Regions from separate parts of the Mus musculus genome. Here region 1 is linked to region 2. The links are chromatin contacts, called in public promoter capture Hi-C maps. All regions are on one chromosome and are shown on one strand. Each heading gives the region's core, a stretch centred on a gene start, on an enhancer-like site or on the middle of the called end of the contact. The rest is flanking DNA. Distances are from core to core; before and after follow the strand shown. Region 1 holds the start of 1700007K13Rik (RIKEN cDNA 1700007K13 gene). Region 2 holds the start of Qsox2 (quiescin Q6 sulfhydryl oxidase 2).

The links. Capture Hi-C pulls out chosen DNA fragments and counts their contacts.
Region 1: a contact with region 2 is called in a promoter capture Hi-C map of liver, with 2.7 times the contacts expected there. The contact joins the promoter of 1700007K13Rik here to the promoter of Qsox2 in region 2. A contact is called at or near these places in 1 of 39 promoter capture datasets (liver) and 1 of 9 other capture datasets (liver).

Annotation. Positions count from the first base shown.
Region 1 is chr2:28,461,463-28,468,528 of GRCm38.p6, forward strand. 1700007K13Rik (RIKEN cDNA 1700007K13 gene) reads right to left here and starts at 4,862. Exons shown (of 3, transcript NM_027040.1): 1 at 4,572-4,862; 2 at 3,675-3,753; 3 at 539-972. The coding sequence starts at 4,807. The coding sequence ends at 784. It overlaps Mrps2 (mitochondrial ribosomal protein S2), which reads left to right and starts at 6,604. Exons shown (of 4, transcript NM_080452.3): 1 at 6,604-6,680; 2 at 6,781-6,897. The coding sequence starts at 6,638.
Region 2 is chr2:26,233,561-26,240,865 of GRCm38.p6, forward strand. It overlaps Qsox2 (quiescin Q6 sulfhydryl oxidase 2), which reads right to left and starts at 3,839. Exons shown (of 12, transcript NM_001302956.1): 1 at 3,483-3,839. The coding sequence starts at 3,792.

The DNA.
Region 1 (7,066 bases), core at 3,612-6,111, 2.2 Mb after region 2:
AATCTAGCATCCTTTTCTGGACTCCTCAGGCACACACACACACACACACACACACACACACTCACACACACTCACACACACACACACTCACACACACTCACACACACACACACACTATTTTAAAATACAATCTTAAAAAATAAAATGATCAGAGAGAGAATTTGTCTAAATCTGAGCATTTCCAGTCTGGGAAGCTAAATGTGGTTAGTCCTGGATGAATCTTGGATGGGAGACAGACAATCTCCACTGTCATCAACAATGGCAGCCACAGTCAACCTCAGTGCATGGCGTGTATCCCCCCCCCCCCCACCTTCACTGTGACTGAAGGATGTGCACTTGACATTTGTGCTACCAGGTGGGGCACCCCACGCTCTCTGCGGTCTGTGAGACTTTAGAACAGTTACACGTATGGCAACAGCTCCCAGATAAAGGCACTTAGTGGCACTCTCTGGCACACCCCACATTTCAGACCAAGATTCAGGTTCCAAGCTGTGCACTTCCCCTGCTGCTTCAGGACAAATAAGAGGCGTGGCAGAAATTGAGGCTGTGGCAACTTTTTAATAAAACAAAGATGCTGTCAGCATCTTTCCTGTGTGAAATGCAGAACACAAGGTATTGTGGCTCTATTTGCACATTTTTCTCCTCTGGAAAGGAAAAGTGTTTTCTGAGAAGGCAGTGAGATCCAAGCCTTTAGAATAGGGCACCTGTCAAGGATCAAGGGCATCCGTGCTCCCCGAAGCAGCCCTGAGTCAGGAGAGCCCTGAGGACAGGAACCCAGCTCCCTTAGTCACAGATGGACGGCCTGTTGACATTGTAACTGGGGTGAAAGTTCAAACGGTCATAGTGGGTGATGTGATTGTCAGGCCCGGTCACTAAGCTCTTCTCCAGGGTGACATTAATATTATGACTCTGGAACATTCCAAAAGCTGCGTGTTGTCTGGAAAACTTATTTGAAGATGGATAAAATACTTTCTGAAAGTCAAACAAACAAGAGGATTAGTGGTGCATGGTAGTAACACTCAGGCAGTCCCACCAACTGGTTCTTTGGACGAAGAGTGAGAATTTGTGAGAAAACACAGCCTCTGGTGCTAGGAAGCCCAGAAACCAAGGTGAGCAAGATGGTCTCCCTTTGCCATCCAACCATGCCAGTGTGTGCTTATGTCTAATATGATTAACACTGCCTCCTTCCCACGCCACATGGACAGCAAGAGAAGTTACAGGATCACCTGAATGCCGCAGCTCCATGCCTAGCCTAGGTGTGACAGCAATCATTAACCTGAAGTTAGGTCAGAGTTAGACCTACACACACACACACACACACACACACACACACACACACACACACACACACATTGAGGTCTACTCCTGCTAGCCATGCCACACTAGGCCTGTGTACCCTTCAACCTTCTCTGTGAGTGTAGTCACAATACTCTACAGCAGTGTCTGCCATACTCTTCCAAAATACTTATAACTTATGAAGAGAAATAGTTGGGTGTGGTGGGGCAGACCTTTAATCCCAGCACTCAAGAGGCAGGTCTCTGTGAGACTGAGGCCAGCCTGGTCTACATAGAAAAACCATTTCTCAGAAAGAGAGAGAGAGAGAGTCAGAGACAGAGAACACATGTGGGCCTCACTTCTGAAGCTCCAGTTCATGAATACAGCCTCAATGCTTTGGCCCTTGGCTGGGGTTGCTGGGTAACTGTGATAAGAGCAAACATCATGGGCCATGAAGAAAAGCAGAGAGAGGACTGGCTGGATCCCAGGATCCCTCTCGAGGACACACCTCCAGAGCCCTGAAAACTCCTATAAAGTCCCACACCCCAATAGCACACACTAGTAACCCTGCCTTTAACATGCAGACCTTTTAGGGTCAACTCCTCCAAGCCTTAGCAATGAGCTTCTATCCCATGAGCCAAAATCCTCTGTCAGGTGCTTTAAAAAGGGCACTATGCACCACCAGCCCGGTGTATGGGAAGGGCTGCCCTGCTGAGGCCGGAAGCACTCAGTTCTTTGTTTGTTTAGTTGGTTGGTTTTGTTTTTGTTTTTGTTTTTCGAGACAGTATTTCTCTGTGTAGTCCTGGCTGTCCTGAAACTCACTCTGTAGACCAGGCTGGCCTCAAACTCAGAAATCCACCTGCCTCTGCCTCCCAAGTGCTGGGATTAAAGTCATGTGCCACCACTTCCCGGCAGCACTCAGTTCTTGCTGAGTGTGGCCACTGTGAGTCCGGGAACTCCAGTGATGACAGGGGGACATGTGGTGTGTGCAGACCAACCTCCACCAGGTAGTAGTGTCCTACCTGTCCTCAGACCACCCTGGGCCAAGATCACCTGATGTTTTCTCTCTTTGGCAGGAAAAGCAAAGAGAAATTATTTCAGGCATTTTTCAAGAGGCAAATTTGAGATCTCCTGGGAAACTGAACATAAAATATAGTGTCCAAGTCCGGGTGTGGTAGAGCATGCCTTTAACCCCAGCACTTGGAAGGCAGAGTCAGGCGGATCTCTGTGAGTTTGAGGCCAGCCTGGTCTACAAAAAGAGTTCAAGGACAGCCAAGGATGTTACTTACACAGAGAACTCCTGTCTCTGAGAAAAAAAAAAAAAAAAAAAAAAAAAAGTGTCCAAATACCATTCCAATGCACACAGCTCCCCCTATTGTCTGCATGGTGTATTGCAGGTGGAGCTGATGGCCAATACCTGAGCTGTGCACTGAGCACTGGGGCCTGCCCGCTCTTGGCTCTGCACAGTCAATGCATTCTGACAGTCCATAATAATAAATATCCACCAGTGCCGTAGCTGACAGAATAATACTAAGAGTTGCTCACAGGGTGCAGTGGACTGAGTCAGAAAGCTGACAAGTCAACCCCAGAGAACAGGACTAAGAAGCACGGAATACCTACCCCCTAGCTTGCCTCTGATACCCGCGGCTTGTGGCCCATGACCTGCTAACCTGGGTGAAAGCACCACTGTTGAAAAGAGCAGCTTCTTCTCCGTGGCCTTTTACAAAGGCAGAACAGAAACCAGGGGTGTGGCTCAGTGGACAGATCACCACGTCTAACGTCTGCAAAGCCCTGGCACTGCACATCTTTTAAGCCAGCACTTTCGAGGTGCAGGCAGTTCAAAGCTTTGAACTGATTCAGAACTAGCCCTGGCTAACTTGAGACCAAAGGCACTTATTACCAAGCCTGGTGAAAGGAGAACCAGCTCTTACACGTGGCCCTCTGACCTCCAACCACGTGTGGCATGGCGTACCCCCACACAGAGACAAGGCGAATGTATTTAAGAAGGTATGGGCAGCAGTTCCCATGTTCCTGCTTCCCACAGAAACACCTTGCGTCTGATTTTGGAACACAGACTCTTTCCGTGGACAGGCTCTTCCGAGGAGTTCTGCCACTCGTATGAACGCTTGACTTCACTAATTGGCCTTCGAGTGCCCGGGCAAAGGTGTGCGTGCCTGTCTGATGGGGAGGAGAACGTGGAAGCAAGTTTACTTGGACTTTCCTGTCTACAATCTATTCTGCTTTGAAATTGCATTCTATCATCTCTCTGCCCCGCCTTGTCCTAACTCGATTTGAGGTGCCATGCATTTACAACGTGGGACGCTGATTCCCAACTCTGACTCCTCATAAGTCTGCTTTTCCAGATGGCCCTCGTCCTGGCAGGCCTGGCTTGCACTTACTGGCATCTCATGCACCGTGGGGGCTCTGCTTCCGTAGGTTTGGTTACTGGTCCTGTACATGGAAACAGCTTCCTTGGTCCTGTGGGAGAGAGATGCACTGTTTCTCACACATACTCAGAATAAGTCAGCCAGGTCATAGCCTGGAAGAATTTGATTGATGGAACTTTATTGTCCCTGACGGTGGCAATACCATGTCCACGGGGCTCCCACTGAGAGCACTCTCTCCCAGCAGACCTTTCTCTCTGGCCTCCTCTGCTGGCCATGGCCCCTGATCTTTCCAAAGGGAAACCCTAGAGAACACCCAGCCAGCAAATGCTGGCGGAGGGGTCTTGGTGGGACTTTGGCACAGACTACCACTGCCAGGTATGTAAGCTACCTCGGAGACAGCGTCTCAACTTCCAGACCCTGGAAGTCCCTCTGCTTTTGAGCCCCAACCTTACAGAGGCCAAGCTCCTGTCAGGAGGGAAGGAGGTAAGAAATCTAGTTTGTGAGACTGTGGCCTGTGATAGAGGCTACCAGCCGCTCTTCTTCACACCCGAGGCCTCAGCAAGTTGTCTTCTTACTCGTGGAAAGGGAGTGTGCCTGCACCAGCTTCACACAAGTCAAGAAGGTTTCCATCCTTACTTCCCCGAAAACCAGGCTGCCCTGTAAGGTGTACAGCTTTCAGGGAAGCTTTAAAAATAGAGACATCCCCTGCCTGCAACAAGGCTATATTCACACACGTTCACTCTGTGGTTGCTCAGACAGCAGGACCCTAACAGTAATGATGACACAAATAAAGGTTCATGACTGGCTCCTTTTGACCTCAGTAGCCACAGCCACTTGAGAGTTCTCAAACACATGGCCAAAGCTAGGGCCGCCCTGCTGCATGAAGAAGGTAACCTCAGTCTTCCTTACCCGTAGCCATGAAACCACCCCGGGTTGTTGAACCTGACTGGGAGCTTCTCGCTAATGCGGTAGTAGTCGCTGGTCTTCTCTGGGGCAGGCTTAGCCTTGGGCTCCCCCGGCTCCGGCTCCTCTGGGGCAGGCTTAGCCTTGGGCTCCCCCGGCTCCGGCTCCTCTGGGGCGGGCTTAGCCTTGGGCTCCCCCGGCTCCGGCTCCTCCGCGGACTGTTGAGGTTTTTCTTCAGACATTTGGCCTCCCGCAGGAAACTAGCCCAGATCAAGTCTGTGCCTGCTGCGGCAAGGCGTCCTGTTGCTAGGCAATGAAGTCACCTGATCAGGAGGTGGGGCGGTCTTTTGTAGGTTGCTTTGGCTAGCAGCTAGCTGTAGGCAAGTCTAGAATCTTCCCGAGGGCGAATAACAAAGGAGACCGTAAGTTCTAAACAAGGAATTCCAAGCTTCCACACGCTGCTCCTCAGGGAGATCCGCTGACCTTTTTCTGGGACTGTGGGAACATCCTTGTATCGTCCCAAAATGCACTAGGAGGCAGATCCTGGACGAATGAAACCTTAGAACCTGGGATTTCACCAGCCAATAGGCAGGAATTAGGTGCTTCCAATCTCTGCCTGAGCAAGTACAAGTCTGTCGTTTACTGTCCTGGCCATGGCCTCTATCACCCAATACCCCCACAACTCAGCCTAAATCTAGATGTGAGGTGCTGCTAAATTTAGGGAATCCTAGGCCATATATTGGTGAAATATAAAAAATGATCTTGTGAACCATGCACATAGTTCAGCATTAATGACGTGCTAGCGCAATGCCAGGAGGCAGATCTCTGAGTTCGAGGCCAGCCTGATTTAAAAAGAGAGTACTAGACCAGTCAGGAGTATATAGTGAAACCCTGTCTTAACAACAATAATAAAAATAAATAGTAATTTTAAAACAAACAATAAAAAATTACTTAGGGCACAGTGTGGTGGTGTGCACCAATAATTCCAACACCCAGGGGACAGAGGCAGTCAGATCTCTATGAATGTCTGGCCAGTCAGGGAGATTGTTGTTGTTGTTGTTGCTGTCATCGTCGTCGTCATCATTGTCAATGTCATCGTTGTTGTCGTCATAGTTTAATGTAATTTGGGGATGGAGAGATGGCTCAGCAATTTAGGGCATTCATTGCTCTTGTAGGGAACCTGGATTCAACTCCCAGAGCCTACAAGGTGACTCATAAACACTTTTAACTCTAGTTCCTGGAGGTCAGACACCTGCTCTCCACAGGGACAAGGCACTCACAAGGTACACATACATACATGTAGGCAAAAAATAAGTAAAACTAAAACAAATGTTAAAAAATAAAAAAAATGCATGCTGGAGCGACGACTCAGCAGTTAAGAGCACTGACTGCTCTTCCACAGGTCCTGAGTTCAATTTCCAGCAACCACATGGTGGCTCACGACCATCTGTAATGGGATCTGATGCCCTCTTCTGGTGTGTCTGAAGATAGTCACAGTGTATTCATATACATAAAATAAATAGTTTTTTTTAATGCACTTATAAAACAAACAATAAACGGGGCGGTGGTAGGGCATGCCTTCAATCTCAGCTCTCCAGAGGCAGAGGCGGGTTGCTCTCTGAGTTCAAGCCAACCTGGTCTACATAGCGAATACCATGACAGTCAAGGCTCAAGGCTACGGAGAAACCGGGTCTCAGGAAAAACAAAACAAAACAAAACAAAAACAAAAACAAAAACAACAACAAAAAAAAACAGCAACCCTAAAAACAACCTCTAAAAACCAATTTGAACAAGAGGGTCGCCTCCTCCAGAGGATGCTGTAATTTTATCGAGAGGAACGAGCTGTGGGTGAGAGGTCGCTCATTCTAGCTCAGCCCCACGTCCCAGCTGAGTGCAGACCACTGGTCACAGTGCCAACTCGCCCATTTACAAGGATGCGGGCGCAGCGAGCGGTGCACAGCGGAGAGGGTCCTCCGGGCCAGCAAGCGGCGCTGCGACCCCGCGCGCTCAGAGGAGGAGGCGCTCTGCCGGGCAGGAAGAGTCTCTGCAGGATCTCTGTCCACGCGCCCGCCATGGCGCCCGCTCCGGCCGTGCTGACCCGGCTGCTGTGTGCAGGTGAGCGCGGTGAATCTCGGAGATGGGGGGAACCCGGGGATCCGAGAGGGGAGGACAGGGACGAGGGTTGGACGCGCCCCCACCGGCTCTTTCCCCGCAGGTGTGCGGCGCTGGCCAGGTTTCCTGCAGAAGGCGATCCCGGGCCCTGCGGAGCAGAATGGTAGGAAGGTCACGGGAGCCCCGGTCCCCGCAGTCAGCGAGCCCCAGGATGGCGACGGTAAAGATCAGCGGGTGGAGCTGGGCCGGGGCGCGGAATCGTGGAGAGGTTGTCATTGCAGGGTCCCCAAAGGAACCCAGTACCAATCTAAGTGTGGTGGGAGGGAGATAGAACCCCTGTGGCCTGGTAGCTCTCGAAACCCGTGAAGACTTACTTTTGTATCTGTCCA
Region 2 (7,305 bases), core at 2,589-5,088:
GAGTTCAATTCCCAGCAACCACATGGTGGCTCACAACCACCCGTGATGAGGTCTGACGCCCTCTTCTGGTGCATCTGAAGACAGCTACGGTGTACTTACATATAATAATAAATAAATAAATCTTAAAAAAAAAAAAAAGAGTTACTTTGGTTCTGCCATCTGTAGTTTCCAGGACTCTGGACTCTACCATACTCCTCAGCAACTGCTGTCCCCAGTGTCCCTCTGCCTGTTCTCATGGATAATGAGCACTCTGCAAATACTAAGCAGCCATCTTCAATAGCCTGTGCAAGCAGAAGGCACCGGGCGCCATGGGAAGGAGGAACAGAGGGGAGGCATGAAGGCCTCACTACCGCTGGCAGCAGTGACAGAGCACTCACCTGTGTTTCTGCCTGTGGATAACACACTCTGTGCCTAGCCACCTGTCCAACATCTCCTACTCTCAATTCGCAATGTCCTCTAGAGGGACACAGGAAGTGAGCCAAAGGGGCTCTGGAATCACGTGGCCTGTCTGTCACCTGGTACCATTATTTGCAATATCAGAGACTAAACACCTCCTTGCCAGACAGCTCTGGACACATTCTAGATGCTGTGGTGAGTACCTGCCAGGTCTCCTTTCAAGTCCTTCACCAACAACTTTAGGGGCAACCACAGATGTGTTCTCTCTCCACGGAGGACTGAAGGGGAGAGAAAGAGCCCCGAGGTCACCAAGAGCTTAGGGGCACAGGCTTCAGGGCACACTCCTGTTCTCCTAGGTCTCTACAGAAATCCTTCAGTGCCCAGGAGAATAAGTGCAGGTGTCAACTGCCAACTCAGATTGTGCTAAACATGACAGTTTGAGATAACAGATTTCAACAGAGCAGGGTTTGTTCTGGGAAATACTTAAGATAAGAAAGGCCCAAGCCAGAGCCACATAAATATGAGAATGGCCTTTGGATCCACTGAACAGTAGATCTTTTGTTAGCCTATCTGTCATAAGGAAAACCGCTATTTCCCCGCAAAGTCAGAGAAGAGAAAAAAACTTCACCATACGTTTTTGAGGAAGTGGCAGGTGTCCTCAACCTAAGACACAAGATTGAGGACGCCCTCCCTCCAGACACAAGCTGGGGACCCCCACCCCCACCCCAACCCCCACGACCTTTTCCAGCTGCTCATTCAATTAGAAAAGATTGAGGAGCAGGAAGACAAGCATAAAGTACCTTCTAGCTAATTGTCAACCATGGCAACACAGCCAGTCCAACCAGAGACTAGGGTCGGGACTAGGAGAAGCCACTAGGTGCTATTTCATGGAGGCAGGAAGAAACTACTGGGGAGGACCCAATACAAGGCCTGCATGTCCAACTCACAGGTGACTGATTACCCCTAAGCACCCTCTGTCCTGTTAGATCACCCAGGCAGGAAGCCAGCAGGAAGCATAGCCAAGTGGAGGCCAGGCAGAAGGTCTAGTGCTTCCCATATTCTACACACAAGTCTACAAGGCAAGGCACGGAAGGTACTGAGGTCACTGTCACAGGAGGACTGGAGTGAGAGTCAGAAGCTTCCTGGGGAAGCTGTCCAACATGACAGGCATCACATGGGATGTCATCACTTCTGTAGGTGTTGTAAGGGATCCTGCAGTTAGGCAGGATCCCTTACAACAGGTGACCAGACACCTCCAGAAGTTAGGATCCACCCAGCAGCCTAGGCTGGGACTGATAACACTAGGGTTAGCACCTACCAAGTCCTCAGGTGACTTGCTTCAGGAGCCTCTGACATCCTGACTCAGGCAGTTCTGCCCTCAACATCCTGCACCCCTCTTCAGGCCCTCACCTGCCCCTGCCAGTCAGCTTTCACTTTCACCACACCTTGCCCCATCTTCTAGGCACCAGTCACTCTTTAAAGACAACTGCAGTTCACTAAGCCAACCACAGCATTAGCTGTGCATTTTTACTGTGGCACTTTTGGAACTGTTCTTCCTTTCAAATTCCGGGGACAACTGCAGCACTCTCTGTTGGTTTGGTTAATAGAAGAGCCAGCTTATAACACGTGATGTGGCTTGTACAAGTTAGCTACCAGATTGAAAGCCAGAACTGATATAAGCAAAAAAGCTGCCAACAAGTCTTGCCAGGGTCACCTGCAGGTCCACCAACAAGCATTAAGAAATGGAAAATCCTCTCCTCTATTGAGTGGCAAAAAATAAAAATAAAACCCCCACAAAAAACCAGTGTATAAACTGTCTTTTCACTGTCTTGTCTCACTTTTGGCTAGTGCTTGTCAAGGACTTAAGGAAACTGAGATGGCTCAAAGTTTAAAAGCACAGACTGCATCAGGGTGTTGTGGGTGCTCGCCTTTAATACCAGCCCTCAGAAGGCAGAAGCAAGCGGATCTTTCTGAGTTCAAGGCCAACCTGGTCTATAGAGTGAGTTCTAGGACAGCCAAGACTACACAGAGAATCCCTGGCTTGAAAAACTATAAATAAAGAGGCAAACAAAGAAAACCCCACACACTGCTCTTTCAGTCTGGAGTGTCATTCCCAGCTCCCTCCACCTCTGATTCCAGCTGCAGGGAATCCAAAACCTCTGCCTTCCAAGGGAAACTGCACTCACCTGCACACACCCACGCCCATGTAATTCAAAACAAATTAAGTATTAAGAAGAAAGAAAAAGAAAACTTACGACCCAAGAGAACAATGTCATTAGATTCTACATAAGGACCAAAGCAGAGGTCAATGGATTCAAGGCCAGCCTGGACAACGTCATGAAACTGTCTCAAAAAAATAAAAAAATATAAGTCAAAGTGCCCCAACAATGAGGAAAGAGAGGGTAAACATTTTAAAATAGTCATCTGCAATTGCGTACTTGGAAAAAGGGCTTCTTTGCAAATCTGTTTAAGAAGAACACAGCAGTGTTCAACATCAGACCTAAAACCAAAGGTGCAGGAAAAAGAGTAACAATTTGTTGTCTTGCCCTGAGAGATCTGTAATTAGAGGTTAGTTCAACAGTTGTAAGCCAGTGAAGCCAAATGTAAGCCAGTGCTGGGAAGGCCACTTAAATTCCATTTACAGGAGCTGCTCCAAGGGGTCTGAGTTCTACAAAGGTGAGTAACTAAACATATATGGGAAGATTTCCTGAAAGCTATGGCTAGTGACCCAGAAGCCCAGCAAGAAGACGCTTTGTAAACTTTCTGCTGTTGCAGAGCAGTCCCCAGAGTGGGTATCTAAGTTTCTCAGCCCAATGCCCACCATATGGTCGGCTACCTAGCAAACGAGGCTGAGGTTTGACAGGAATGGGGACCTTCCTGAGTGGAGAGGGTAGCCTCTGAAATGCAATTGCTGGGTATGGGGAAAGTCAAACTGATCGGGTAGTGGCTAGGATAAGTGGTTGGGGACATGTTGAAGTCGGTGTTCTGAGCTGGCGACCTCAGGAAAGCCATCGGCCCCATCTGTGGGGCTTCGCCCACGTAGCTGTTGCGTCGGAGGAACGTCCACCGGCGCGCGGGGCCCTCACCTCGCACGTCCGCCGCCAGCGCTCGCCAGGTGGGTGCGTAGCCGATGCAGTGGCCGCACCACGACGAGTGGAACTGCACCAGCCACGCGGCTGAGCTGTTGCCCGTGGCCGACCGCACGCTGCCGCTGTCCAGCAACCACACGGCGTCTGAGCCCTCGCGGTAGAGCCGCGCCCCGCCGCCCTCCCGGGGCCCCACTGCCGCCACCACCGCCAGCAGGAAGAGCAGCCGCGGCAGCCGCGCGGCTCGAAGAGACGGTGGCTGCCGCGCATAAGCTCCTGGATCCCGCGCCACAGCCCGGGCGGCAGCCATGTTGGGAGTGCCGCCGGCGCGTTGACCTTTCACCCTGGCAACCGGCGTCACGTGCTTGCGCGCGCCGGTCCCGCCCTAGGCACTAGCCCCGCCCCCGAATCCGCTAATCTTCCCAGGCACTACTCTTCGTTCTCGCCCCGCCCTCGTAATTTGACCCCCCTCCCCAGCACTGGTCATTCCAGGTCCCGCACAGCTCGCTTTTTTGCTCCGCCCCCGAACATTGTTCCCGCCCCAGAATGTAGGCCCCGCCTCATTCCTTAAGTCTGCTCCGCCCCTGTGCTCCTGGCCCCGCCCCTGCCTCTGGTCATTGGCCCTATCCCAATTAAAAAAAACTCTTAAAAATCTTAAAACCCGCAAGCAATTTTCACCTAGTGAAAGTCCTGGGCCTAAGTAGCCAGATTTAGCAAGGGGAAATAGCCCGTGCCATGTTGAATGTTGAGTAAACACCAGGCCAAGATTTTCAGTCTGAAATGCAGATTTAATAGGACAAAAACAGATCGAAAAAATATTTGCTATATGCCTGTATTTCTTATGTAGCATGAATCCTAGATTTTACATGCAACCTATGATTTTACCTGTCAACTTCAAACATCCACGATGATCCCTTGACCTTTTTATAACCCACATGATACAGTAGAACCACCTGGTAAAGTTGGCTGGCTTCCTGCTAAGATGGTAGAAAGGAGAGGTAGACCTGACTCTTCTTTTTTAGACAGGGTTCTAAGGCTGGCATGGAGTTCACTATGTGCCTGAATCTGTCCTCCTGCCTCCCTGGACTGGGATTACACATGTGCACCACCATGTCTGGCTTCTCCAATCACTCAGTCTACTTTCCTATGCTAATGTTCTGCTTTCTCCAAACACTAGAGAGAATATGTAATCTCTTCTACTTCCTGTTTGTCTACCTGATCTCTCACTGTACGGTTTTTCCTACTTCACTCCCTGTCAACTGGTCTCTTGTTCTTCCTCTTGACCTATTTAATATTGTTTACAATAAACCAGGCGTGGTGGCGCATACCTTTAATCCCACCACTTGGGAGGCAGAGGCAGGCAGATTTCTGAGTTCGAGGCCAGCCTGGTCTACAGAGTGAGTTCCAGGACATCCAGGGCTATACAGAGAAACCCTGTCTTGAAAAGCCTATCTATATCTATATCTATATCTATATCTATATCTATATCTATATCTAATCTATACTGTTTACAATAAACAGAAAGCTCATGGATTAAAGGTGTGTGCTAAGGGCTGAGCCACACCACAACTAGAAACCGGTTTTATTCTCAGTAAATAACACAGTCTTGGGGTTTACATTGTGATCAAATATCCTGCAACAGGGAGACATGGTTGGGAGACAAATACAGAGAAGCTATTTGATTTTTAATGGTCACCAGAGGATGAATAAGCAGGACAAGGGACCAGAGAGACTGGTAGGGAAACTGCCTGGGGGTAGGGTGGGGGGAGGCAGTCATGAGAGTAGGACTGGCTTCTTCTTCTTCTTCTTCTTCTTCTTCTTCTTCTTCTTCTTCTTCTTCTTCTTCTTCTTCTTCTTTGTCGTCGTCGTCGTCGTCGTTGTTTAAATTTTGAGACAGAGTTTCTCTGTGTAACCCTGGCTGTCCTGGAACTCACTCTGTAGACCAGGCTGGCCTCGAACTCAGAAATCCGCCTGCCTCTGCCTCCTGAGTGCTGGGATTAAAGGCGTGTGCCACCATGCCCAGCAGGACTGGCTTCTTGACCCTCAGTTTGTATGTGGAAAGGATCTGGACAAGGCCAGCCTGGGATGGGAGAGCTTGATCTTCAGGTCCCAACTCTACACAGAAGGCAAGAAAGTCTGAGGCAGGATGGATAAGGAAACTTCAGGGGATATGAGAGAGTCTGGAGATTGGCTGACGCTTGTCTCTAGCTGATAGTCAAGAATTCCAATGCAGTTAACATTTGCTGACACAGAGACAACATTTTAAAATAAGGATGTTAAAGTAGCAGCAAGCCATGTTTGTGTCTTTTCGATCTAAACCTGCAGGTTTCTAGGAATTTCACAAGGAACTCATTTACAGGAAAAGTAGTTCCTTAAACTCCTTGTGGCCCAAGGTTTTATTTTACCAGATTGTAATTCCATCCAGATGGCTTCAGAACCATCCTATAATCTCACTTATTGGAAAGGGGAAAAGAGGAAGAGGAAGGGAGAGTCCCTTAGATATCTGTTGAGCAAAAAACTCTGATAGCCTCTGAAATCCTATACATGGCTATTTCAAAGCCACTTAGATATGACTCTCCTTTGAGAAGTCAACACCCAGGATTGGGTGTGCCTTATTTTTTCCCTAAGCATCTCTCTATTAACTACTATGCTGAAGTTTTTGTTGCTTTCTTCCTAATGAACTCTGACTTCACTACCATCTGGCCCATCCTGAAATTCTTATCTGTGGCAAAGTCAAGGATCTGGTGTTACCTGGATGGGGATCTTTGAAAGTTGAGGAGACTCTGCAGGTTGCTGGGGACTACATGAGCTATGTCTACTGCTGAACTATGTCTCACTGATGACAAGTCCACTGTAGTCCCAGCCCATGCAGCCAGTCCTGGGGCAGGGCTCAGACAGCAGGCAAGATGAGAATACACTTTCCAGGGAGTTTATGGTTCCCAACCATTTGTAAGAGCCCCAGTGGCCTTTGTATATGTTTTATGAGAGTGGCTGTCATGGTAGAGCAGGAGAGCATGGGGCCCCAGGGACTTGGGAAATTCATGTGACAGTTTGGCATGTGGAAAGCTGAAAGCATGGTCTAAAGAGACTGGTTTGCAAAGCACTGACAGAGACAGATCACAGGAAAATCAAAAGTGTGCTTTAACTGAGAAATAACTATTTTCTATGAAAAATAATAACTTCTCCCGAGGCTCATGTCAAGATTTATTGGTCCAAGTAGTTATGAGGAATCAGAACCAGGGCAGGTACAGCCTGAGACCTTGGAGGGAGGGACCTGGGACTGAAGCCTTACTACGATCAATGTGTTTGAATGCCAAAGCACCCTGCTCGAACACATGGGCAAATAAAACGTGTCCAGCACTTTCTGCAGATACACTTTCTCTCCGCCCACAAGAGCAATTTTACAACTTGGCTCCTGCAGCTGCAGCCCATCTTCAGACAGCCTGGCCTGATTCTCATTAGTTTCCCATCGCCAGCTTCCCTTCAAGGACACTGTGCCAAGGCTAACGCATGCTGCACCTGCTCTGTAGCCAGGGAAGGCGGGTCGGGGGAAATCCTGGCTATACTGTGTGTGTAGCCCTACTGTGCCCACATTTCAGCACCAATCCCCATGAAATAGACTGGGCGGGGGCAAGGGAGGTGTGCTGTGGAACTTGAGGCAATTTTGCAAGGTTTTAATGGGGGATATTTATTGTCATGCCAAATATGTGTGTATAAAATGCATAGTTTCTCTCATTCAGCCACAAATCCAATGGAGTTATCAACGAATAGAAAAGGAAAAAAAAGTTTTTAAAAATTAGATTAATTTATTCCAGAACAAGAG